Linked DNA regions of Neogale vison: region 1 is linked to region 2. A link is a contact called in public Hi-C data. All regions are on one chromosome and are shown on one strand. The core of a region is the stretch at or near the end of the contact, and the rest is flanking DNA. Distances in the headings are between cores, read along the strand shown.

The links. A called contact is a pair of places that touch in the nucleus more often than the background predicts.
Region 1: a contact with region 2 is called in a Hi-C map of muscle, with 6 times the contacts expected there. The contact joins the promoter of LOC122919240 here to the promoter of ANKRD17 in region 2. A contact is called at or near these places in 2 of 3 Hi-C or Micro-C datasets (fibroblasts and muscle).

What each region holds. Positions count from the first base shown.
Region 1 is chr11:9,402,512-9,406,535 of ASM_NN_V1, reverse strand. LOC122919240 (cytochrome c oxidase assembly protein COX18, mitochondrial) reads right to left here and starts at 2,667. Exons shown (of 6, transcript XM_044268160.1): 1 at 2,212-2,667; 2 at 727-827. The coding sequence starts at 2,553.
Region 2 is chr11:9,231,680-9,235,732 of ASM_NN_V1, reverse strand. ANKRD17 (ankyrin repeat domain-containing protein 17) reads right to left here and starts at 1,298. Exons shown (of 33, transcript XM_044226149.1): 1 at 408-1,298. The coding sequence starts at 824.

The sequences.
Region 1 (4,024 bases), core at 1,418-3,917, 170 kb before region 2:
AGCCCTTATTTTTCTCATTGCTGTGAACTGGTGAACACTTGGCCACAGCCTAGTAAGGATTATAATTTGACTAAGTACTAACTTGGGCTGACGGAAGCAGGACTTACAAGTTCCCAGGGGATGGCGACAGGCACCGGATTGCAGCACGGTCAAGCACCTTCTAAGGGCTTTCTAAGAGCCCAGGCAGACAACTACACAGGGTAACCACAGCAGACAGACAGCACCTTGGCTGTCTGATTTCTTCTACCAGAGCATTCACACTTTTTACCTCCCCCTTTTTGTGGGCTGCTAGATCATTCTTTCCAAAATGGTCAAGTGTGTAAATAATCTGTATCATTTGCCGACTGAAATCCCAACAGACTAGCACAATATATCCATCCGTAAAGCCTTCCCTGACTTTCCACTATGACTGAACTCGTTGTTCATAACCCTTTCCATAGCATTTAATTTAATCATTGTTTGATTACAGGTCTTCCTCAGGAGGCTGGAGTTCCTCATGAAGGAACTTGCTGTTTCTCCATTTCTTGCTTTCACTATACAAAACTCATACCACACAAACTTCTTAAAATATTAAGGAGTGAAAGGACTCCTTTGCTGCTAAAGCTACAGAACACCCAAACCGAGAATTAATATAATCACTTACGCAGCATGTATATATATACACGTATAGACATACACACACATACACACACACATATATGGTCTATATTCATAGATTTAGCTTACCTGGCAACTCTTTTGGACCACCTCAACTGATTTGCACGAACCGTAACTTCTTGGTTAAGATGCCTTGCAATGCTTTTTATTTCTGGCTGTAAATTTTCCACCTAGCTAAAGAAAAAGTAGAATTCGTTATGAGCACATAAAGGATCTTTATTCGTAACTACTCAGAATTTTACTCTCTATTCTTCTCACTGAAAAATGTGTTTACTGATTATCTCAAGAAAATTTAAGTCTAGGGCGCCTGGGTGGCTCAGTGGGTTGGGCCGCTGCCTTCGGCTCAGGTCATGATCCCAGTGTCCTGGGATCGAGTCCCGCATCGGGCTCTCTGCTCAGCGGGGAGACTGCTTCCCTCTCTCTCTTTCTCTCTGCCTGCCTCTCTGTCTACTTGTGATCTCTGTCTGTCAAATAAGTAAATAAAATCTTAAAAAAAAAAAAAAAGAAAGAAAATTTAAGTCTAAGGATAAGGTGTCAAATTTGCTTAAGATATCCTCAGTTACAACCAAATTCCAAGTCCAGCTTACACTCTTAGCTATGTGATCCTGGGCAAGTTGCTTAAGCTCTAAAACTGTTTCCTGATATATAAAATGTTTAACAGCACCTACCTCAGAGTTATTATAAGGATTAGATAAGAACTGAACCCTATACTTTAATGTTTCATACCTGGGCTTCTGAGTAATGATACTGGAAAAAAAAAGTCGTCAATTAAGTCTTTAATATGTTCTGTGACAGCCAGAGTCACAAAAAGTTTGCATTAATTTCTGCTCTGTGTTAATTGTTTCTGTAAAATACCTCACTGCCTTAATGGTGCTGAGATTCCCTTTGCTTATGGGTTCCACCTCCAACCCCAATAATAATTTGAAAACATGAAAACCATGATTCTTGAAGTCTTACATTTGAATAATACTTTGCTTTCAGAGCACTTTAAGCCACATTATCTGACTTGATTTCATAACATGGTGAAGTAGACCACGAAGCTACTACTATCCCGATTCCACAGGAGAGAGAGAAGCCCTGAAGCCCAAGTGGCTGCGACTAACCAGAGTCGCAGGTGGTACAGCCCGAAGAAGGATATCACGTTTGCAAATGGCTGGCTCAGCAGTTTTTTCTAACAAGAAAGATGAATCGGAATCCTCGGGGACAACGATGCTGCAGACATACAGGCTCTTACGATCTTTAAGACGGCAATTTTACAGGTTTCTCCATACAATTCTGCTACCACTGCCTTTATTCGTCTCCTTCTCCAACAGCAAGCTTAGTAACAGGCTTTGAGCACGGACCCAGCAGGGTAAACGAAATGACAGACAGGCACATGTGTCACCAAACATCTCTTAACTCACATACCCAATGCTAGTCAAACGTCTTAGCAAAAAAAGTGGTCGCGATCGTGTACACTAAGCGACTCCAGAAGCACCCGTGGATTCTAAGCCCCGGCAGACACACAGCACCCCTCGCCGCCCAGGCGGACGCGCAGGGAGCAGGTGCCCTCACCTTGGCCAGGATGTAGTGTTGGTAGGCGGCCAGGGGTAGCGTGACGGCGCCGCGGAGGGCCACCGTGCTGAGACCGATGCAGGCCCACCAGGGCAGACCCGTGGCGGAGTGCACGCCGAGCAGCGCCTCCTCCGTGCCCTGCACCGGCGCCGACGTGGCTAACGCCTCGTACCAGCTGCCGGGGCCGCCAGAGGCGACCGCAGAGACGGACGCCGCCGCCCACACCGGCGGAGCAGAGCGCTGAATGCCGCCCGCTGAGGCCCGCACCAGCGGCGGGTCCCGGGCCCCCAGCGGCAGTACGGACAGCGGCCGCAGCCACCTACCGCCCGGCCGGAACAGCATGACCGCGCCCGGGCTGAGCCAAAGCACCGGCCTCCGGGACCCGCGTCGGAGTCCGGGCCGCCTGGGAAGCCACGCGCACGCGCCGGCAACGCCGGGCGAAAACTGGGTGCGCGCCCTCCCTCAGGCACGATTGACCTTCCCGGTCCAGGCAGTGACGTCTGGCGTCGCCCTCGAGATGACGCATTGGCGGGCAGGTCCCGCCTTTTCCACGCGGCACGGGGCGGGCCTGACTGCGCAGGCCCAGAACTTTCCCGCTGCCGGCTTGGGGCTCCCCCGAGGCCCGACCGAGTGCAGAGCGAGGGGCGGGGCTTGCTGCCTCGGGCCCGGCGGGGCGGTCGCTGGAAGCCCTTGCCTCTTAAATCGGTCCTCCGCGGGTGCGTTTGCATTCCTTTTCACTTAAAAGTAGTCGTTCGCTTTGTAGTGGATTAAATTTGGTCGGTGGTTTTCGTGACCTAGAGGGTAGCACCCGCCCCCGACCTCTTTACGTGCACCCTCGTTGCTTCTGCGAGAGCCGAGGTGGATCACACGGCTGGAGTCCGCGCGTCGCAGGCTGCAGAGAGGCCGGCGCTCCCGGCCGACCCTAGTTTAATGCGCATCCATTATGCACACTGGTCATAGTTCAGTATGTGGAAGAAAGATTTAACTGGCTCATCTGTTCAGCTAACATTTTCAAACCCAACTGCAAACCGAGTGTCAGTTTTTATCTCCCATTAGAAGTAGCAAAACTCAAGGATTCCAACCATCTCCTTCCTGGAGGCGTTATCACTGGCAGGGAGACCGAGTGATAGGCAGGGAGCTCTAGCCTTCACTAGAGCTTACATGTATCTTACACAAAGGTTCGAGAGCCTGAACAGTAGCATTAACCGTCTTCGACTTAAAAAGAATATGCCTCATCTATACGGACTAATTTTGACCTTTGTGTTCCCGGCAGCAGTATACAAACTGGGATGGAGTGCGAGTTTAATCACAGAAGGGTCACCCCTAAACCTAGAGCCCAAATTGCGTTGTGCGGAATAAAACGTTGGTTAAAACAAGCCTCCGACAAATGTTGGGTGATGTTAAGTTGCAGCTATGGTTCTTATTTAATTATGCACCTACATGAATTCTGAAATGCGTTTACATACAAATTCCAATTTATTGCTATACAGAGCCTTTTTAAAAGAAAGAGGTACCAATGTATCTCCCTATACATTTAAGTTTTAAAAAAGCAACCCTGGCGTCTGTGTGGCTCACAGCGGGTCTGGTGGAGGTCCTAAACCGAGACCCCGCTTGGGCTCCGTGCTCAGTGGGGAGTCGGCTTGAGGATTCTTTCCTTCTCTCTTTGATCCTCCCTCCCACTCATATTCTCTCTCTCTCTCTAGTAAATGAGTCTTTTAAAAATATTTTTAAAAATAAGCAAAAAATAAAAAAAGAAGCAACTGGTAGCTAATGACTAGTAGTTCAATTTGGGAACAATTTTTTTTTTAAGATT
Region 2 (4,053 bases), core at 49-2,548:
GACTCCGCTACCTCCGGTCCCATCCCTCCCGCTTCGGTCCCGCCCCCGCCCCAGGAACAGCACGGCCCTGCTGACCCCAGGCCGACTCCGCCGGGCGTGCGCAGGGAATCTAACCAAGTCCCTCCATCCTTAACCGTGTGAACCATCCCAAGATAACCTGCTGGTCACCCACTCGGGGGGGGGGGGGCTGTGTGGTCCTCCCACCCCCCCACGTGTCAGCTACCCTCCCCCACTCCCCCCCCCCCACCTCACGATTTAGGCCGGGGAAAGAAAGAGGGCAGAGGGAAGCCTGGCCGCTAAGATAGATCAACCCACAGGAATCTGTCCCACCGCAAGTCCCCTCCCACCCTCGGCCCCGACCCTTTACGGTCCCTTCCTCCCTCCTGCCTTGGAAACCAGGCCCTTGCCTCAGAAACCTCCTCTTCCTCGTCGTCGTCGTCCTCTTCTTCCTCGCTGTTGTTGCTGCTGGTGCCGCCGCCGCCGCCGCCTCCACCGCCGCCGCCGCCTCCACCGCCGCCGCTGTTGTCGCTGTCGCTGCTGCTTTCGCTGCTGCTGGGGGGTCGGCAAGTCCGGTTACGCTTGGCCTTGTGGTGCTGCTGCTGCGGCGGCTTCTTCTTCAGGAGGAGGTCGCAGACGCGCACCATCCCACGAGGAGAAGAGGCCGAGCGAGCCCCGCTGCCGCCGCCGACGCCGCTGCCGACCTCCGCCGCCGCCGCCGCCACGGGGGGGCCCGCCACGGCCGCCACCGCCGGGGGGCTCCCTTCTCCCTCAGCAGCCGCCGCCGCCGCCGCCGCCGCCGCCACCGGAACCGTCGCCTTCTCCATCCCCAGGGAAAGAGGGAGGGCGCGGACGGGGGAGGGGCGTGGGGGCTACGCTCTCCCGCGACTTCGGCCGCACCGGGGCCGACACAGCGCTCGGTGCCGCCTCCGCCGCCACCGCCTCGGTCACCTCTACTGCCGCCGCCGCCGCCGCCGCTCCGCCAGCTCTCACCTCGTCTCGCGATACTAAGGGCGGGGAGGCTGACGATGGGAGGGAGGGAAAGGGAGGGAGTGTGAGGGAGCAAAGGGGGGGGGGGGGTGAGGCGTACAGAGAGACCCGGTGTCGGGAGACCCAAAGGAAGGGAGACTGCGGAAAGGCGAGGAAGTGTGCCTAGGGCGACTTCCGATAGGGGGGCGGCGGGGACAGAAGAGACCCGCGGTTACTGTCGTAGCGCCGGCGAGCGCCCGGATTTCTTCTCTTTCCTCGCTATTTCCTCCACACACAGCCCTTCAGACCTCCCTTCTTCCTTCCTCGCTGGTGACTAGAACGCAGCCGCAGGCGGAAGTGCGGGTGACGCCATCAGCCGTCGCCCGAACGGTGGCGCGCGGGTGGCCGAAAGACGCAAAGTGAGATTTCGAGGGCCGGGTTCCGGGTCCCGGCGGGCGGGCCGCGCTGCGGTGCGTGCGGCCCCCGGGCAGGCGGGAGGAGAACGCCCCGGGAAGGGTGGGAAGCCGGCGCGGAAGCGCGGTCCCGACACTTTTGTTAGCGGGAGGCCGGGGCCGCCAGATCCGGGAGGTGGGGCCTCTTTCTGGACTGTCGTACGTAGTTTCGCTTCTGGCCATGTTTCCCACCTCCGAATCCTGATGAGGGCTGTGGGTCTTTGAGAGATGGCGTCGTGTGCGTGAGGGAGCCCTCCTTGCCTAAGTTTTAAGTGTTGAGTTACAGACTCCCCGGCCCTGAGTTTACAGTTGTGTGCTGCGGAGTTGGATTAGGTGAAGTCTGAGATTACCACGACTTGGAAGTTTCCAAAGGGGAGAAGACAGGAGAAGGAAGCAGGATCTGTGCCAGACTTTGCAGACGGTTCGCGGAATGACCCTGATTTAGTTCTTCCAGTCCTCACCGACTCCGCTTTTATCTGTGGAGGGAGCATTATAAATAATCATCCTTGTCTGTGCATCTCTTGGAAGGAATGTGGTGAAGGGGGTTTTGATTTGTAGATGTATGAAGGACTTCCAGGACTTTTTGAAATAATAGCGTATCTTATTGAATTCAGAATTATCCCTTTCTGGTCCAATAAGACTACAGTGGCATAAGGAAAATGAAGAAAACATCAAAGGCAGATGTACTGGCACAGGATAAAAAGTATGTCTCAGCTGACATAGTTGCCATTTTAAGACTGCTAAGTTTAATTGAGTGTGCCTGAATTTTTTTTTTTTAGCATTTTTTTTTCTTTTTAGCATTGGCATACCATATGAAATGTGGGCAGTTGCCAGTACTCTACAGAGTACTATGGCAGAATTGGCAATGACTGAATCAATTCATTCAAACAAAAATTCATCATGTTCCTACTGTGTGCATAGGTTTTGAAATCAAAGTCTCCGCTTCCAGGGGCTGTATAGTAAAATAAGTGCTGTAGTAGATATACGCACTGGGCTAACTATCTGCCTGTTCCTCTCCTACAGTGGTTGCTGAGTTCCTGTGCAGAACATTACATTGTGTATCATACCACTACAGGTTTAGGCTCTAGGAGCTCAGCTGTATATCCATCAGCATCTTCTTTTCTCTTCCCACCAAAATACTTTTTACAGTCTTAAGTCCTAGCCACATTTCATTATATGACTTTACTTCAGACGTCAAAAGAAGATTGATGGTGTTAGGCATAAAGTTCAACTTTCCAAATGCTGAAGGCTTAGATACTTCCAGAACTTTCCATTTCTCCAGTATCCGAGGAATGAGACATTCCCTGCTCTTACAGAGATGAATTATCCATCTGCGCTCTAGTTCCAGTAGCTGCTTTCTCTTCCTTTTATTACCTTTTCTATCTATAATCCTCCGTATTTCTGGTTCCACTCCATTTCCTTTCCTTCACAATTCTTTAAAGAAGATGTTATCTGAATTTTACTTATTAACCCTTTGCACTCTAACTTCTATACCTATCACACTATCAAAAACCCTCTTTAATCCCATTACTAAAAAAATGAATTCTTGCTCTTTTACATAGGAGTAAAATGAATATCTTGTTGGGACTAGTAAAATTTGGTCAAGCTACCCTGTTATTAGACAGAGTGCCTGCAGTGACTTTCTGTTATTTTTGGCAACCTTTTTTTTTTTTTTTTAAGAGCCTTGGCAAAGACTTGACTAGCCATTCGTGAAACATTTCTTCTTCCTGGACATACAGCTAGACTAAAATTCCCAATTTCCTTTGCTGTTAGTTGGGGCCATGTGGTTGACTTTTAGCAAATGAAATGTGAATGGAAGTGATGCATTCATTTTCAGGTTTAATAAAGTTCCTTACATCCTCCCTTACTCTCTCCATCAGCTTGTAGCAAGTGAGTATCATAACCTTGAAAACTATATGTTGGAGATGCCAGTGCCAGAAAAGTGGCACATGAATAGCTAAATCACGACTTGGAAGATCTCCACCTTCAAATTAGAAAAACTCTTTTTTTGGACTTATTATAAGAGAGAAAATTGAGATTTGAGAATTTATATGTTATAGGAGCCAGAATGACCATAACTAATCTGGAAATTGGTACCAGAAGGGGAATACTGCTAGGACAGTAATCTGAAATATGTTGCATTGGCTTAGTGATGATGTAGCAGATGTTGGAGAAACTGATATAGGAGGCCAGAAGAAGGAGACCCAGGTTTTGTAGGGCAACATAACTGAAAAGCATATCACCTATCTATTGAGACTAGCTCCAGGGAAATGGTTCAAGAGAATAAAAGTAATAGCGTGTTTTGAATTTTACATTTTGCTTTTAGAAAGGTTTTACTAAAAAGATAAGTTCAAGGAAAGAATGGCAGAAATGCAAATGCATATGAATACTTGGAAGGATCAGACATGCTGACTTTCTAGAACTTGAGTGGTTAAAAAATGAAATGGAAGAAGCCTTGTGGGGTGCCTGGGTGGCTCAGTGGGTTAAGCCTCTGCCTTCGGCTCAGGTCATGATCTCAAGGTCCTGGGATCGAGCCCTGCATCAAGAGCCTGCTTCCCCACCTCTCTCTGCCTGCCTCTCTGCCTGCTTGTGATCTCTCTCTGTCAAATAAATAAAATCTTGAAAAAAAAAAATG